4 separate regions of the Sus scrofa genome follow, and regions 2, 3 and 4 are each linked to region 1. The links are chromatin contacts, called in public Hi-C and HiChIP or PLAC-seq maps. All regions are on one chromosome and are shown on one strand. Each heading gives the region's core, a stretch centred on a gene start, on an enhancer-like site or on the middle of the called end of the contact. The rest is flanking DNA. Distances are from core to core; before and after follow the strand shown. Region 1 has its middle 25 kb from the start of SIX1. Region 2 has its middle 87 kb from the start of TMEM30B. Region 3 has its middle 120 kb from the start of TMEM30B. Region 4 overlaps SLC38A6 (solute carrier family 38 member 6).

Region 1 (3,509 bases), core at 395-2,894:
TTTGACTCTGCTATTTTCTGTCTCTGCCACCCTGAACAAATAACTTAACCATGCTAATACTAATACTAATAAATAGCAATAGTGGTTGTAGTAGTGGTAGAGTAGCAGCAGCTGTAGCAGCAGCAGTAGTAGTAATTATATAGTTAGGACTTCTAGGCTAAGAGCTTTGTCTGAACTTGTTTTCTCACAACCCTAAGAAATAGTTTATATTTGTATTCTCACCTTACAAATGAGCAGGTGAGGCTAAAACAGGTTATGTAACTTACCTCTAAACCTCATTTCCCTTTTCTACAAAGTGGAGATAATTGTGCTACTTGCAAAGATTAAATTGCTGTGTGGTGCAGGTTTTTCAGAGCATGACGTATAATAAGTCCTCAGTAAGTGGCAGTGTTAGCTAATATTAGTATACCTGATTTTACACAGCCAATAAAACCTTATTATGCTGCTATGTACTTTGCTAAAATAATAGAGTAATTGATTTTACTTGTTAGGGAGAGATGGCATGGATTATTATTAGTACATGTTACTTGAGGGTTCGTAAATTCTAAGCATAGTCTGTGATCATGATTCCATTCTTTCTGCACAACAATTTCTGGGCCTTTATAAATGTGATTTGGCAACGCACATTAAGAGAATCTTTGGAGTTCCCGTCGTGGCGCAGTGGTCAACGAATCCGACTAGGAACCATGAGGTTGCGGGTTTGATCCCTGCCTTTGCTCAGTGGGTTAACGATCCGGCGTTGCCGTGAGCTGTGGTGTAGGTTGCAGACACGGCTCGGATCCCGCGTTGCTGTGGCTCTGGCATAGGCCGGTGGCTACAGCTCCGATTGGACCCCTAGCCTGGGAACCTCCATATGCCGAGGGAGCGGCCCAAGAAATAGCAACAACAACAACAACAACAACAAAAAGACAAAAGGAAAAAAAAAAAAAAGAGAATCTTTAGCAAGGGATGTCTTTCAGTCTTTTATTTTTCTTTGATTCATTCTTATTCAAAATTATTTTGGCTTGATTTTTAATATTCAAAGTGATATGTGGCTCCTTAATCCTACTCCAAATATTGCTGGATCAGGAAAGGGACGTTAGAAATATCTTAGGCCAAGTTACTAAAGATTGTGGCTTAGCAACAAGCAATTATTTCCCACCATTCTGGAAGTTGGAAGTCATAGAACAGGATACCAGCATGGTTAGGTTCTTGGTGAGTGCTCCTTGTTGGTTTAAAGAGGGCTCTCTTCTTGTTTTCTCATATGGCACAAAGAGCAGAGAGTTAGCATTCTGGCCTCTTCTTAGAAGGGCCTAATCCAATTCATGAAAGCTCTACTCTCATGATCTAATTACCTCCCAAAGGGTCCCCCTCCCCAAATATCATCACATTGAGAGATTGGATTTCAACATATGAATATTGCAGGACACAGTCAGCCCATAACATCTACAAAACTATGTTTTCAATATGGAATTTCTCTATTTTTAAGATTACTTTTTAAAAAAATTACATAAATTGACTGGCTGCTTATGTCCAATGTCAAAATTTCATTTAAGAAGATTTCGAGAGTGAAACTCTTGCTCTTTTACTAAGAAGACATCTGGCTACTATTTACTGAACTGTAAGAACACGTCTTTTGTGAACAAAGATTTCCCTGGCCAACAGGAAAGCGCCCTGTAACTTTGGATGTGAGTGCCACCTGCTGGATGTTGTGCACAAATATTTTCCTGTAACTTCAACCCAGGAATTTGTAGTTCTTTATGGGAAAGTGCCCAAGTAACACCCCTTTGATTTTAGGTCACAAGGACAGCTGTAATGCCTAATGAGTAATGCGATCTTTGGGTAAGCATGCAGATTTATAAGAAAACATACCCAGGAAACAAACTCAATGCAAAAATATTCCACTGAGCTATTGTTTATAAGCTTGCCAGTGCCAAGAATAGAGTAAATACTCCCCTGTTTATATTATGAGCTCATGAGTTTTATATGCTGGTGACATAGGCAGTCAGTGGGTGGCTTTTACCTTATGGAGGCTGTACCTATATCTTGCAGCAGGATAGGAAATTAGGAACCCCTTGGCTGTGACCATGTGTTGGCTTCAATGCCAAATATTTAATCTCATCCTAGAGTTTTGGTTTTGGAGCCCTAGCCTCTGTTGGCAGTTTAGTGGAGAAGCATCCCTTTGCATTGCTTTACTCTAGTGGACTCTGTGACAGTAACTTCACCTGTGACTTATGGGGCATCACAGGAGCATTGGGACAGCTTGGAATTTCCATCAATGGCAAGAAGGTAGAAATGGCCCTTTAGGGGAAATAAATAAATATTCATCTATTAAGATCTTCAGAGTTTCTGCCAGATTGGTCCTTGGGACGAACATGAAAATTGCATAGCATTGTTTGTCGCTAGCCACCTGAGAGAGAGAGAGGAAATGAAGCTTAGGAGAGGGACAGTCAGTTTAGCCTTTTCTTTGGATCAGTTTTGATCACTTTTGCAGAAATTTTATATTTCTGGGAGTTGGTCCCCAGGTTATCACTGACCCAGGGATTATCTCTAGTGTATCTTTGACATGATGAGCCAGTTTTCTGTTTTTAGGATTTTATGGAAGCTGGTGGCATGCATTTCTCCTCCCCTGGTTCCTTTTTCCTATTACTGGAAAACATCATGAATAATTCACAAAGGAGTCTGTTGGGCTAAAGTAAAAATCCTTTCTTTGTTCCAAAGTTGTTTAATGGGTTTTTTGTGGCTAAATGTATAAACCCACGTAATAGGCTTCAGATTTGGAAAGGTCTCATGGCAGATAGAGCTTTCTCGTTTTGTTTCTGGTTATGTCCAGTTTCGGACTTTGAGAACACAAGGATGTTGGCATTCAGAATTTTATGTGGAAATGATAGGTGGTTGATGAGACTTCTTCAAAGATTTCTAGTTGATAAGAATCTATACTACAGATGTTAACTAGACTCATTGTGGTGATTATTATGCAATACATACAAATATGGAATCATTATGTTGTAACGTAATGTTATATGTCAATTATACCTCAATAAAAAAGAATCTATATTGGCGTTTCCTCTGTGGCTCAGTGGATTAAGAATCTGACCAGTATCCACAAGGATACTTGTTCTGTCCCTGCCTCACTCAGTGGGTTAAGGATCTGCTGTGAGCTGCACTGCCGTGAGTTGCAGTGTAGGTCGTAGATGCGACTCAGATATGGCATTGCTATAGCTGTGGCATAGGCTGGAAGCTTCAGATCCGATTCAACCCTAGCCCAGGAACTTCCATATGCCCTAGGTGCAGCCCTAAAAATGGCGGGAAAAAAAAAAAGTATCTACAGTGTATGAGATCACATGATGTTTGGCACTCTTGTCTGTGCCTACCTCAATGCCAAGCAAGAATACAGAATGGAGATGTGGGAGGTGTCTTCTCACAACATCAGTGGCACAATCAGTTGCTGATGAGTGCATGTTAATGTTTTTGACTTATCTCTACATATGTTCCCTGATTTAACCTAGATTTGTGGGCTGGAAAACGTG
Region 2 (3,509 bases), core at 546-3,045, 480 kb before region 1:
GTAGGCAGGCACTGCGGCTCCTATTTTACCCCTAGCCTGGAAACTTCCATATAACATGTGTTTGCCTCTAAAAAAAGAAAAGTAAGAAAAAATAGAACGGCTGAAAATATCCAAGGTCACAAAGCTGGCAACTGATGAAAATGAGTTTGAACAAATCCCAGTTCTCTCCATGGAAAGAAAGAGAAACAGAGTCAGAGAGAGACAGAGAATATTAAACAACAAACTCTCAACCAAAAAGAAAGGAAGGGAAGGAAGAAGGGAGAAAAGGGGAGGCAGGGAGGAAAATGTGGCCCCTACAGGAGGAAATAAAGACCTCTTTCCAGAGAGGACATTTCCAGGGTGGAGCTGCTTCTGTCAGGGAAGCATTTGGAGCATCTGGAGCAGGCTGACAGGGGAAAGGCTCCACCTGGGCCAACTCAGGGACCAGGAAGATCTTAGAGGAAATGGCAGAGCACTCCTTGCTTTGACCCCCTTTTCTATAAACTTAACCGGGCATTTTGAGAAACACACACACACACACACTCTGAAAAAACAAAAACAAACCCAAAACGAATGAAGGACTTTACTGCTTTTTAAAGAAACACTGACCTAGTGAGAAATCGCTGCAAGATCAGGGCCAGAGACAGGCTGGTCAGGAACGCCTGCTGGGATCTTGGGATTCCGTCAGCTTCACGGGGCGTGGGGAAGCGCTGGGGCGGCCACCCCTCATTTGGTTTGGCTCAGAACGAGCTGGCCATCTTTACCACGCACATTCCCCTGGGATGCTGCTGTTTTTGGGTGCGTTTGGTTGGGTGTTTTTTTCCTGTTCGAAATACACTCATGTCTAGCCGGAGGCGGGTGGGGCTCTGCGCTCCCCGCAGTCCCTGGAGGATTCTGGGCGTGGGGCAGGCACCGGGTCTTGGACGCCCCTGAGCCAGTGGGGTGAGCAGGCTAGGGCTTCCCTGCCAAAGCCAAGACCCTGGACCCTCCAGGAAAGCTGAGCCCCACCCTCCTTCCTCAGTGGCAAATGCAGCGGTGCAACGAGCTCTGGTTCCTTGGTCAGTGCCTCGCTTGGTGCCCTTGGGACAAATGCAGTGGGGGTTAGAATATATATGACACATGCCATTCACTTTAATATGGAGCAGAGATACAGCTGACCGTTGAAAACACCGGTTTCAGGTCTGTCTGTACACGGACTTTGTTTTCAAGAAATACTACTACGCTACTATAGGGTCTATGGTTGGTTGAACCTGTGGATACAGAACCACCGTGGACACCGAACCACCGTGGACACCGAGGGTAGTTACAGGCAGATTTCCCATTGCACAGAGCAGGTTGGGGCCCCCGCTGTCCAAGGACCAACTTTATAATGTGTTTCATGCTTTATCTCACTTATTACTCCCAGCGATATAACCTGAAGCTTCAAAGGGTTAAGCAACCTGCTCAAGCTCCCATGGCCAGTCAGTGGGATGCTGAGATTCGAACTCAGATCTTTACTCTAAAGCCCCCGCTCTTCGCTTGGATCCATAAAATTTATTAAGCACCTACTATATGCCGGGGAAGGACAAAGACCATGGGAGGGCGAAGACTCTGGAAAGATAAGGTCCCCTCACCACACACACACACACACACACACACACACCAATGTGGAATTTGATTTTTTTTTTTTTTTGAAATTTCAACAGCTATAAGTCTGCTGAAATTAAGAGCATACTTGAGTTTTCATTTCAATTTTTCTGACTGAAAAGTCCTGAGTATGTGCACTGAAGCTAGACTTTTCTCTCTATCGGAGCATGCATTGCATCACAGGCTTGGGTAACCTGCTTGGGTGACTGTGAGGACAGCTGCAGCAGCCTTCTCTTACGGGGCAGAGGTGGGTGGGGAAGCCTGGGGGCTCACTCCAGGCTCCTCCCCCCACATGTGGCCCTCTGATACCCCCTGCATTGTCAGACCCCAGAGAAAATCAGGAGGCCCAAGAGCAGCACTGGCAGAGGTCATTGGGCCTGAGTTGCCCACAGGTGCTACCCAGGTGGTCTCAACCCCCATGATGACCTAGGAAAAGCCAGCTGCAACCAATCCTCCAAACTGCCTGCCTTCTTGAAATAGTTCAGATTTCACTTATTAAACATATGAATCTGCAGTCAACAATTTGTGGTAGTTTCACTCAATGGCTAGGAGAACATAAGGAAAAAGAATTTGTTCTGATGGGAAGGCTTAACCCAAAGGGACTCCGTGCCCTTCATATCCTGACTTGGAAATAACTGGAAATGGAGGGACTCTTCACAGAAGTGGAGAGTCAGAGGGTAAACCTAACTGGAGTTAAAGAAACACAAACAAAACCCACCCGACCTGCCATGTGACTCTCAGGACATTGCTTACTGCAGTGACAGCATTTTAAACAGCTGCCCAGAGGGGTTTTAAATAGACTTGATGTAATTCAATGATTTATGGAGCAGGGGTTACCAAAATATTAAAGTTCTGAAATGCCCCTAAACCAAGACCAAGGCCTCAACATTCCCCACTCTGAACCAAATCATTCTCTGCTTTGGAGTGTGGTCTGTGTGGCTCTTGCAGAAAACTGTGGCTGCTTTGAATAAGGGGCCAGAAAAAGAAAAACAGCCTCTGATGAGTAGATATTTGCATTCATTTGCACTCAGCTCATCCCAGGATCTCTGGCAGGAAGATCCATGTTCAAAGTGTGTGAAGCATAAGAAACTTTTCCCAAATCTTTTTGTGCTAATGCTGATACACTGGCTCAGAATCGTAAAGAGGCAACTCCAATAGTTATTATTCCTCCGTATTAAAACACACTCTCCCACCTCCATCCACGTAAGGCACCAATATCCAGGAAACAAGCCAGGCAATTATTTTTTAATTGCTTATCAAATATAAATGTCCATGGAAATTGCAGGGGAAGAGTCAAAGAAAGAAATCTCGTTAATGAAATGCCCGCAGACCCCTCTCTTTTATTAAATAAGCCATAATTATGTAAACATTACACAGCCTTAATCAATATCCCCCTTAAATGCAACGGTCTAAAAGTGCACACAAGTTTGGAGTTGGAGATCTTTTCCAATCTTCCGTGACATTCTTTTTGTTACCTTGGAGCAACCCTCCTTTTCCTAATCCTCATGGATCTCCTGGCCTCAGAGAGAATACCCTGAACCAAAGGCAGGTTTTGGAGAATTCTGACAGTTTTGTTTACGTCAAAAATAATGAAAGATGACGGGCCATTCCATTTGAACTTGTAACATGATCATTTGCTCCAGGACTCCCTGCTAAAATTAATTTGGAGACAGGGAAGAAGAAGGGGAAAGAAGAGGAGGAGGAAGTGGGGGAGGAGGAAGAGAAGGGCTCTTAATGCTCTCCCTAAAAGCGAGGAAGAGGGATGGGCAACCTGGTTGGTGCTTTTTACTTAGATCAAGGGGCAGGAGAAAAATGAGTGAATCTCTGTGTGTGGGCTCTTACCTAATGTCTCGTGTTCTAAATGCTTATTTTGAAGAGGAACATTACACTGAGAAAAAAAATGG
Region 3 (3,509 bases), core at 703-3,202, 450 kb before region 1:
TTTGGCACAAGGCAAACTATGTGTTTCAAATATTAGGAACAAATGGCTACAAAATGTACAGTCTGAACAAGTAATAGTATCTTTTAAAAATTAAATTATACAAAAGTAATGGTCTTGAAAGCCTATGCGTGTTTACTAACTAGCCAACCCCATGCTCTTTAAGAGAAAGGTTCATTTAAGTCTTCCTCCTACTCACACTAGACCAACTACACAGAGCTGCCCATGTGAGAAATAGCTTGTTGCAAATCAACAACCACATTCCAAATGAGGGCTCCTACGCTTCTATTTGCTTTCTTGGCCCAGTGTCTTAGTTTTGGGGCCAGTGCTCCCCAGCTGCCAGTCACAGCTACCTGTTGCCAAATTTCAGTTTCATTCCCTCCAGAAAATGATGCCCTATTCCTTTGAGATTCCTCAGGGCAGAGCCTGCCTTTTCTGTCATACCACCTGAGCTACTCTCCAAATCTGATTAAAAAAGCAAAACCAAAAACTGCAGCTATCGTCATGAGATGTGATAAAGTCAAACAAAGGCACTGAAACTTCATTTCCAAAATATAATGTCCATTTTGAGCAATATAATACAAAAGCGGATTTGTAAAGATAGGTGTTTACATATTTTTTAAATATTCAGAGGCTTGAAAATGATGATGAGATTTTTCATTGCCGTCTTCTGCATGTCTCAGGCCTTGGGGCAGGCACCTGTCTAACCGTGGACATTCCCTTCCACCCATGCTGCTACTTCATATAGCTTAGCTAGTCTATGAAATGAAGCAGCTTGACATCTCTGCAGATGCAGGATCTCCAGAGTCAAGGCTGCAGGCACAGTGGCCATCTTCCCTGCAAAGGGAAAAGCTCCAGGACTGGGAGGTTGGCATGCATCAGCCTTGCTCCACTTGAATGGTTCTGAACCTATTCAGAGTGCAGGTGAGGGCACCAACCATAGATCCACACCCAGGCCTCCAGGTCCTTCTGGCAGCTGAAGACCAGGCCACCCAAGAAGCCCTGAACTTGACCCTCTGAGGTGACACTTGGGTGGAAAGTTGTCCTCCCACACCTGAAGGCAGCAACAGGCTGGGTCAGCCCCTCTTCCAGGATCGGGGTAGGATGTGCCTGAGGCAATCAAGGATCAATGGCAACGAGCACCCTTATTCCTCCTCCTGCCCCAGCCTGACCTGCAGCAGGGGAGGGAATGGTGACCAAGGATCTCCAAGGTGCTTAGGCAAGGGGCTCATGACTGGTATATGTTATTTAATCCACACTAACATAACCCTTGGAATTAGGCATTTTTATCCTACTTAACAGCTGAGGAAGTCAAGGTTCAAGAAGATTAAACTATTTGCCCTCACTGGTCCTGCACATCCTAAGTGGCCGAGTCCACCCCAAGGCTGACCAGTACCTTCATACTCAGACTGCAGGGGCAGGTCAAGAGGGGGCTGTCAAAACTGTCCCTTGATCAGAGTTCCTGTTGCATCACAGTGGAAACAATCTGACTGGCATCCATGAGGATGCGGGTTCAATCCCTGGCCTCACTCAGTGTGTTAAGGATCTGGTGTTGCCATGAGCTGTGGTGTAGGTTGCAAACATGGCTCAGATCCCATGTTGCTGTGGCTGTGGCTGCAGCTGTACCTTTGATGACCCCAAGCCTGGGAATTTCCATATGCCGAGGGTGCAGCCCTAAGAGGCAAAAAAGAAAAATTGTCCTCTGATGGCCACCACTGTCAGGGTCACCATGACTGGGTGTTTGTTCCAATATGTATTACATACAGGTGTGCACATGCGTGCGCATACACGCACACACTCTGAAGGTTGCCAGAGTAATACGGCCGTGTTGCTCTGCTCCAAGTATCCTCACTCAGATACTGGAGTCCACAGTTCAGCTTGAATTCCTCCTGAGCTGAGAGCTGGCCAGGCCTCAGAAACGCAGGGCCGTCCATCACTCAGTGTCAGCTTTGCTCCTCCGAGAGCCGGACTTGACCACAACTGCCTTGGCACCGTTCCACTGTGAGGGAGTCACAGAACTGGCATTTAAGTCCCGAGCGGAAAAAACACCCCAAGCTTGTTCGTTTTTTTTTTTTGACAGGTGCTGGAGCCCACGAAAGGTCAGATTCCAGCTCACCGTCACATCCTGGCTTAGTCGGCTCCAGGCACACAAAGGCCCGTCTGTCTCACCCGAGCATAGCGAGTGGGGACCCAGGCCAAGGGCTTAACATGGCCGCCTGATGGCCCGCGTCTGCTGATCCGACCCTTCACGGGCCTGGGCCTAAATGAAGCATTGGGAAGCCCAGCTGCCAAGGATGTATGAAGCAGGCGCAGTGAAGAAGAATGCAGGCTTTTTTCTGATTTGTAATTGCAAGAGATATTAACCCTCCCCCGGCAGCCCATGAATCCACAGCACACAACCAGCCTGCTGTGGCTCATTTGTAAAAGCCCTGGGACGCTGCTGTTTCAAGTTCAAAGCCTTGCAGGGCTGCAAAACTGAGTGAGAGTTGCCCCTCCATGCCCAGCAAGGATGTGGGGAAATGAAGGAGTTTTTCCCTCCCTTGCTGATCCATCAGGGGTAGCTCAGAACCGTGGTGTTATTGGAACAGAGGGTGGGTTTTAAATGCACGTAGCTTCCTGCTTTCAACCAGGAATGTTTGTTTTTGCAGCCTTTATGAAAACATCTCCAGATTCACAATGGCTCTGAGAACCCACCATCCTGGATTTTAAGTCCTTCAGCAGCAGCTGTAGGCCGAGGTTCTTTAACATACGTAACTTCTTCAAAAGATGGTCACTTTACCAGCTCTCAGGGGCCTCTCCAGTCATGTGATTCCTCCCCCCTCCCACCCCCACCATCCCCATAACTTTTTACCAAACTGTGATGCTGACCGGAAGCCAGAAGTTAGAGGGGCTACTGCACACCAACCCCATCAAGAAGCCTGGGAGAGCTTGATCTTACAAGAATTTTTTTGGAAAGCTTTTGGCAAAGAGCAAGCTCAGAGAACCAATAACAATTCTTTTAACAAAGGAAAAAAGAGAAGAAACCTGCTGATGGAATGAAAACTGGTGGTTTCGGGATAATTTTTCCCTACTGGCTGAGGGAGTCTCTTCCTAACAAGAAGCCTCCTCAGTAAAATAGCCAAAGACTAGAAACCAGGACCCTAGCCTCTTGGTCCAGCTGTGTCACAGAGTAATTCTGGGTCAAAATGTGTTCAGACTCAGACCACCAGAAGCCGCAGCTTTCTAAGGGCTAAACAGTGTGTGAGCACCAGTGTGAGACTGACTCCAAACCTCCTCCTTTGCTCACCCCCCACCCCATGTGTCCTAAAGATATCCCCAGGTCCTAAAAGCCCTGTCCCTGCCACCCTCGGTAAGGCTCCATCCCATAAACTCAACCAGTGGTTTTGACCAAAGGACACTTGCTAGTAGCCTCTGGGAAGAGCCAGGGTGTCTTTGGGTCCTGTCCCACAGCCACTCTGTAATTGAGTCTCCCCATCTCTCATTGGGGCATAGAAATACTTACCAAATTGATG
Region 4 (3,509 bases), core at 676-3,175, 360 kb before region 1:
GGTTTCACTGGTGAATTCTACCAAACATGTAAAGAAAAACCAATGCCAATGCTCTCAAACTCTTCCCAAAAAACTGGAGAGAAGAGAACACTCCCAAACTCATTTTACAAGGCCAGCATACCCTACTAGAAAAGCCACATTAGGACACTACAGATCAATATCCCTGATGAGATACTGCAAAAATTCTCAAGAGAGTATTAGCAAATTGAATTCAATAGCACATTTAAAGGATCATACATGGAGTTCCTGTTGTGGCTCAGCAGTTTAAGAACCTGACCAGTATCTATGAGACTGTGGGTTCAATCCCCGGCTTCACTCAGTAAGTTAAGAATCTGGCATTGCTGCAAGCTTCAGTGTATGTCACAGATGTGGCTCAGATCTGGCATAGATGTGGCTTCGGTGTAAGCCAGCAGCTGCAGCTGCAATTCTGACCTTAGCCTGGGTATTTCCATATGCCATATGTGTGGCCCTAAAAAGAAAAAAAAAAAGGATCATACACTATGATTAAGTGAGATTTATCCATGGGATTCAAAGATGTACAACGCATGCAAATCAATCAATATGATACAGCACATTAACAGAATGAAAGATAAAAATCACATGATCATCTCAATAGATACAAAAAAGAATATGACAAAATACAATATCCTCTCATGATAAAAACCCTCAACAAATTTAGTACAGAAGGAACAAATCTCAACATAATAAAGACCATATATGACAAGCCCACAGCTAACATCATACTCAACAGTGAAAGACTGAAAGCTTTTTCTCTAAGATGTGGCACAAGACTAGGGTGCCTACTCACACCACTCTTATTCAACGAAACACTGGAAGTCCTAACTAAAGCGATCACGCAAGATAAAGCAATAAATGGCATCCAAATTGGAAAAAAATATGTAAATCTATCTTTATTTGCAGATAAGATCTTATACGTAGAAACTCCCAAAGACCTCAACCAGAAAACTGTTAGAGCTAATCAACAAATTCAGTAAAGGTGAAGGATATAAAATCAACATACAGAAATCAGTTGAGTTTTTATATGCTAACAAAGAAACATCAGAAGAAGAAATAAATTAAAAAATCCCATTCAAAATAGCATGAAAACTATAAAATACTTAATATCTAACCAAGGAATGAAAGATCAGTACACTGAAAACTCTAAGACTTAAATGAGCGAAAATGAAAACAAAAACAAATGAAAAGATATCCTGTTTGTGTTTGTGGATCAGAAGAATTAACACTGTTAAAATGTCCAGGAGTTCTTGGGTCTGGGATTGAATCTGAGCCACAGCTGTAGCAACACTGGATCCTTAACCCACTGTGCCAGGACAGGGATCCAATCAGTGCCTCTGCAGCAACCTGAGCCACTGCGGAAAGATCCTTAACCCACTGTGCCACAGGGGAACTCCTAAGAGACTGGATCTTAAATGTTCTCACCACAAAAAAGAAATGACAATTATGTGAGGAAATGGAAGTGTCAGCTAACTCTACTGTGGTAATCATACTGCAATATCTAACTGTATTAAATCAGCATGTTGGACACCTTAAACTTACACAATGATATATGTCAATTATATCTCAATTTAAAAAAGAAAAAAAGGAAAGAAATAATTTCCTCTACAAGGGCTTCAACTGGGGCTTCTAACACAAACTTGATGATTCATTGTGTCTCCTGCACAGTCTGGTGTATGAAGTTCTTTTCAATGTGTCTTTATAAGGTACTGTTGGGTGCTGAGACTTCCTATTTAACAGAAAAAAGGGAAGGAGCAGTAGCAGAAACACCACGATCACAGAGCTCCCTTCTCCACCCTAACTCATGTCTTTAGGAAGTGATTGTGCCAGAAACTAAAACCATGCACAAGGATTTCCAGCAAGTGGGCCAGAAGCTGTCCCGGTAACCCAAGAGGTTTTAAGAGAGGACACAGATTACAAACACAACATGATACTCCTTGGCATATTCCTCTTCTAGTCACTCTTGAATAAGTATGAAAATGGGAACTTCAAAATATCCCTCATTGAGGAACACCTGGCAATTAATTTCTGAAGCTGGCAAAAAGCCCGGGACTCTATGCCTGAAATTGCCTTCCTTCTGGGACCCAAATCAGACTCAGACAGTTGCAGTGCCAGGACGAAAAAAGGCCCAAAGGAGCACCAAAGCAAATTCCAACTGTTAGTTCTGCTATCCCTGCTGTCATGACGGAAGATTTGGGCAAAGTGAGCGTGTTAATCCTCAGGACCAAAAACCCCCTTTTCTCTTGCATAAGAATCTTAGGAACACTTTGAAATCCTAAACGTTGTAACATGTACTATTATATATTACACTCTATAACTTATACTCTTTCAGGTCACGATCACTCGTGTGCACAGGAGTCACAAATGCCCAAAGCACTGAACTGTGGGCCTGAAGGTAACTTCACCTCCTCTGAGCAGTAACTTAGAACGAGTTATGAAATGTTAGAGCCAGAAGGGATCTCAGAGATGATCGGGTTCAAAAAGTTCATTTTATATGTCAGTAAAGTCAGCAAAAGCATGATGATGATCTTACAAATAGAAGCAATGGAAATACTCCCTATTCTTGAATCTCTCTCTGAGTTTATGGGTTGTTTTTTTTTTTTTTTTTTCAGATACTGTCCCACTTTTCTCAAGATTATGGTTTCTTTACACTCTCCTCTTCACAGGATAAAACTTTCAATTCCTAATATAAAAAGAACTTCATTGTAAAAATGTAATTTCTCTATCCTTGGTTTGGCTACTGGTTATTATTAAACATTCCTCTCCTTTATGAAGTTATGTTGACATAACCAACCATAAATACAATGCCTTTCTTTACCATTCATCAACAAAGGCAACAGAGTAGCGCGTGGTAAAGTGAGTTTAAATATCATGTGCATGTCACAGTCAACTGAATTGTGTTTGGCAATGAATATTTTCCAAGGAACAGAAATGATTAAACTTACAAAATAAAACCACAGCTTGAGAAATACAAGCCAGTAAAAAGAAATCTCAAAAAGCACATAAATCAAGATTTAGAAGAATACACTAATCTTAAAATTTTTCTTAAGTGGGGAAAAAAAAAGAGTTATCTAAGAGAACTCCTGTTGTCCTTCTGTGATCTAAATATACATTCTCTTCAGGCCAAAAGAATTTGAGTAGAAAGTTTTGTACTTCCTAGAAAACTTGTTTGATCTGTGGATTTAATCCTATATGATAAAAATGTTCCAAGTATGAAATATAGAGTATAGATCCTTAGCTGTATTGCAAATGCTTTGGCATGCAGATGTTTTTTTCCATATTTTAATGAAAACCAGATTTATTTATAAGTCGCTTTAATTTCATTCTTGAATGGAATGGAACAAGAGTATCATATGTTCTGAATTAGGATCTTACTCACATCCCATATCAATTATGTACCTCAAATGCAAGACAACTTAATTGTGTCAATCATATTTCCCCGACAAGATCATTAAATGTTAACAGAGAGCTTCCAACTTTTAACAGCCATAGAG

What was found. Hi-C and Micro-C count contacts between places; a contact is called where the count stands out from the background. HiChIP or PLAC-seq counts read pairs in DNA pulled down with a chosen protein or histone mark.
Region 2: a contact with region 1 is called in an H3K27ac HiChIP or PLAC-seq map of skeletal muscle. The contact joins two enhancer-like sites. A contact is called at or near these places in 2 of 47 Hi-C or Micro-C datasets (embryonic fibroblasts and skeletal muscle) and 1 of 2 datasets of contacts at active chromatin or transcription factors (skeletal muscle).
Region 3: an H3K27ac HiChIP or PLAC-seq map of skeletal muscle shows a contact between it and region 1. The contact joins two enhancer-like sites. A contact is called at or near these places in 1 of 47 Hi-C or Micro-C datasets (embryonic fibroblasts) and 1 of 2 datasets of contacts at active chromatin or transcription factors (skeletal muscle).
Region 4: a contact with region 1 is called in a Hi-C map of skeletal muscle, with 5 times the contacts expected there. The contact joins two enhancer-like sites. A contact is called at or near these places in 1 of 5 promoter capture datasets (liver), 21 of 47 Hi-C or Micro-C datasets (alveolar macrophages, blood, brain and 10 more) and 2 of 2 datasets of contacts at active chromatin or transcription factors (alveolar macrophages and skeletal muscle).

Annotation. Positions count from the first base shown.
Region 1 is chr1:189,597,731-189,601,239 of Sscrofa11.1, reverse strand. No RefSeq gene overlaps it. Among named protein-coding and RNA genes, the nearest start is that of SIX1, 25 kb to the left of the region's middle. Within about 2 kb of position 1,644, at least 6 of the 83 cell types and tissues checked have an H3K27ac peak or open chromatin away from gene starts, as enhancers often do. A contact at or near this core is called in skeletal muscle, where this site is marked.
Region 2 is chr1:190,082,552-190,086,060 of Sscrofa11.1, reverse strand. No RefSeq gene overlaps it. Among named protein-coding and RNA genes, the nearest start is that of TMEM30B, 87 kb to the left of the region's middle. Within about 2 kb of position 1,795, at least 6 of the 83 cell types and tissues checked have an H3K27ac peak or open chromatin away from gene starts, as enhancers often do. A contact at or near this core is called in skeletal muscle, where this site is marked.
Region 3 is chr1:190,048,879-190,052,387 of Sscrofa11.1, reverse strand. No RefSeq gene overlaps it. Among named protein-coding and RNA genes, the nearest start is that of TMEM30B, 120 kb to the left of the region's middle. Within about 2 kb of position 1,952, at least 19 of the 83 cell types and tissues checked have an H3K27ac peak or open chromatin away from gene starts, as enhancers often do. A contact at or near this core is called in skeletal muscle, where this site is marked.
Region 4 is chr1:189,960,862-189,964,370 of Sscrofa11.1, reverse strand. All of the region lies in intron 6 of SLC38A6 (solute carrier family 38 member 6), which reads right to left. Among named protein-coding and RNA genes, the nearest start is that of SLC38A6, 39 kb to the right of the region's middle. Within about 2 kb of position 1,925, at least 2 of the 83 cell types and tissues checked have an H3K27ac peak or open chromatin away from gene starts, as enhancers often do. A contact at or near this core is called in skeletal muscle, where this site is marked.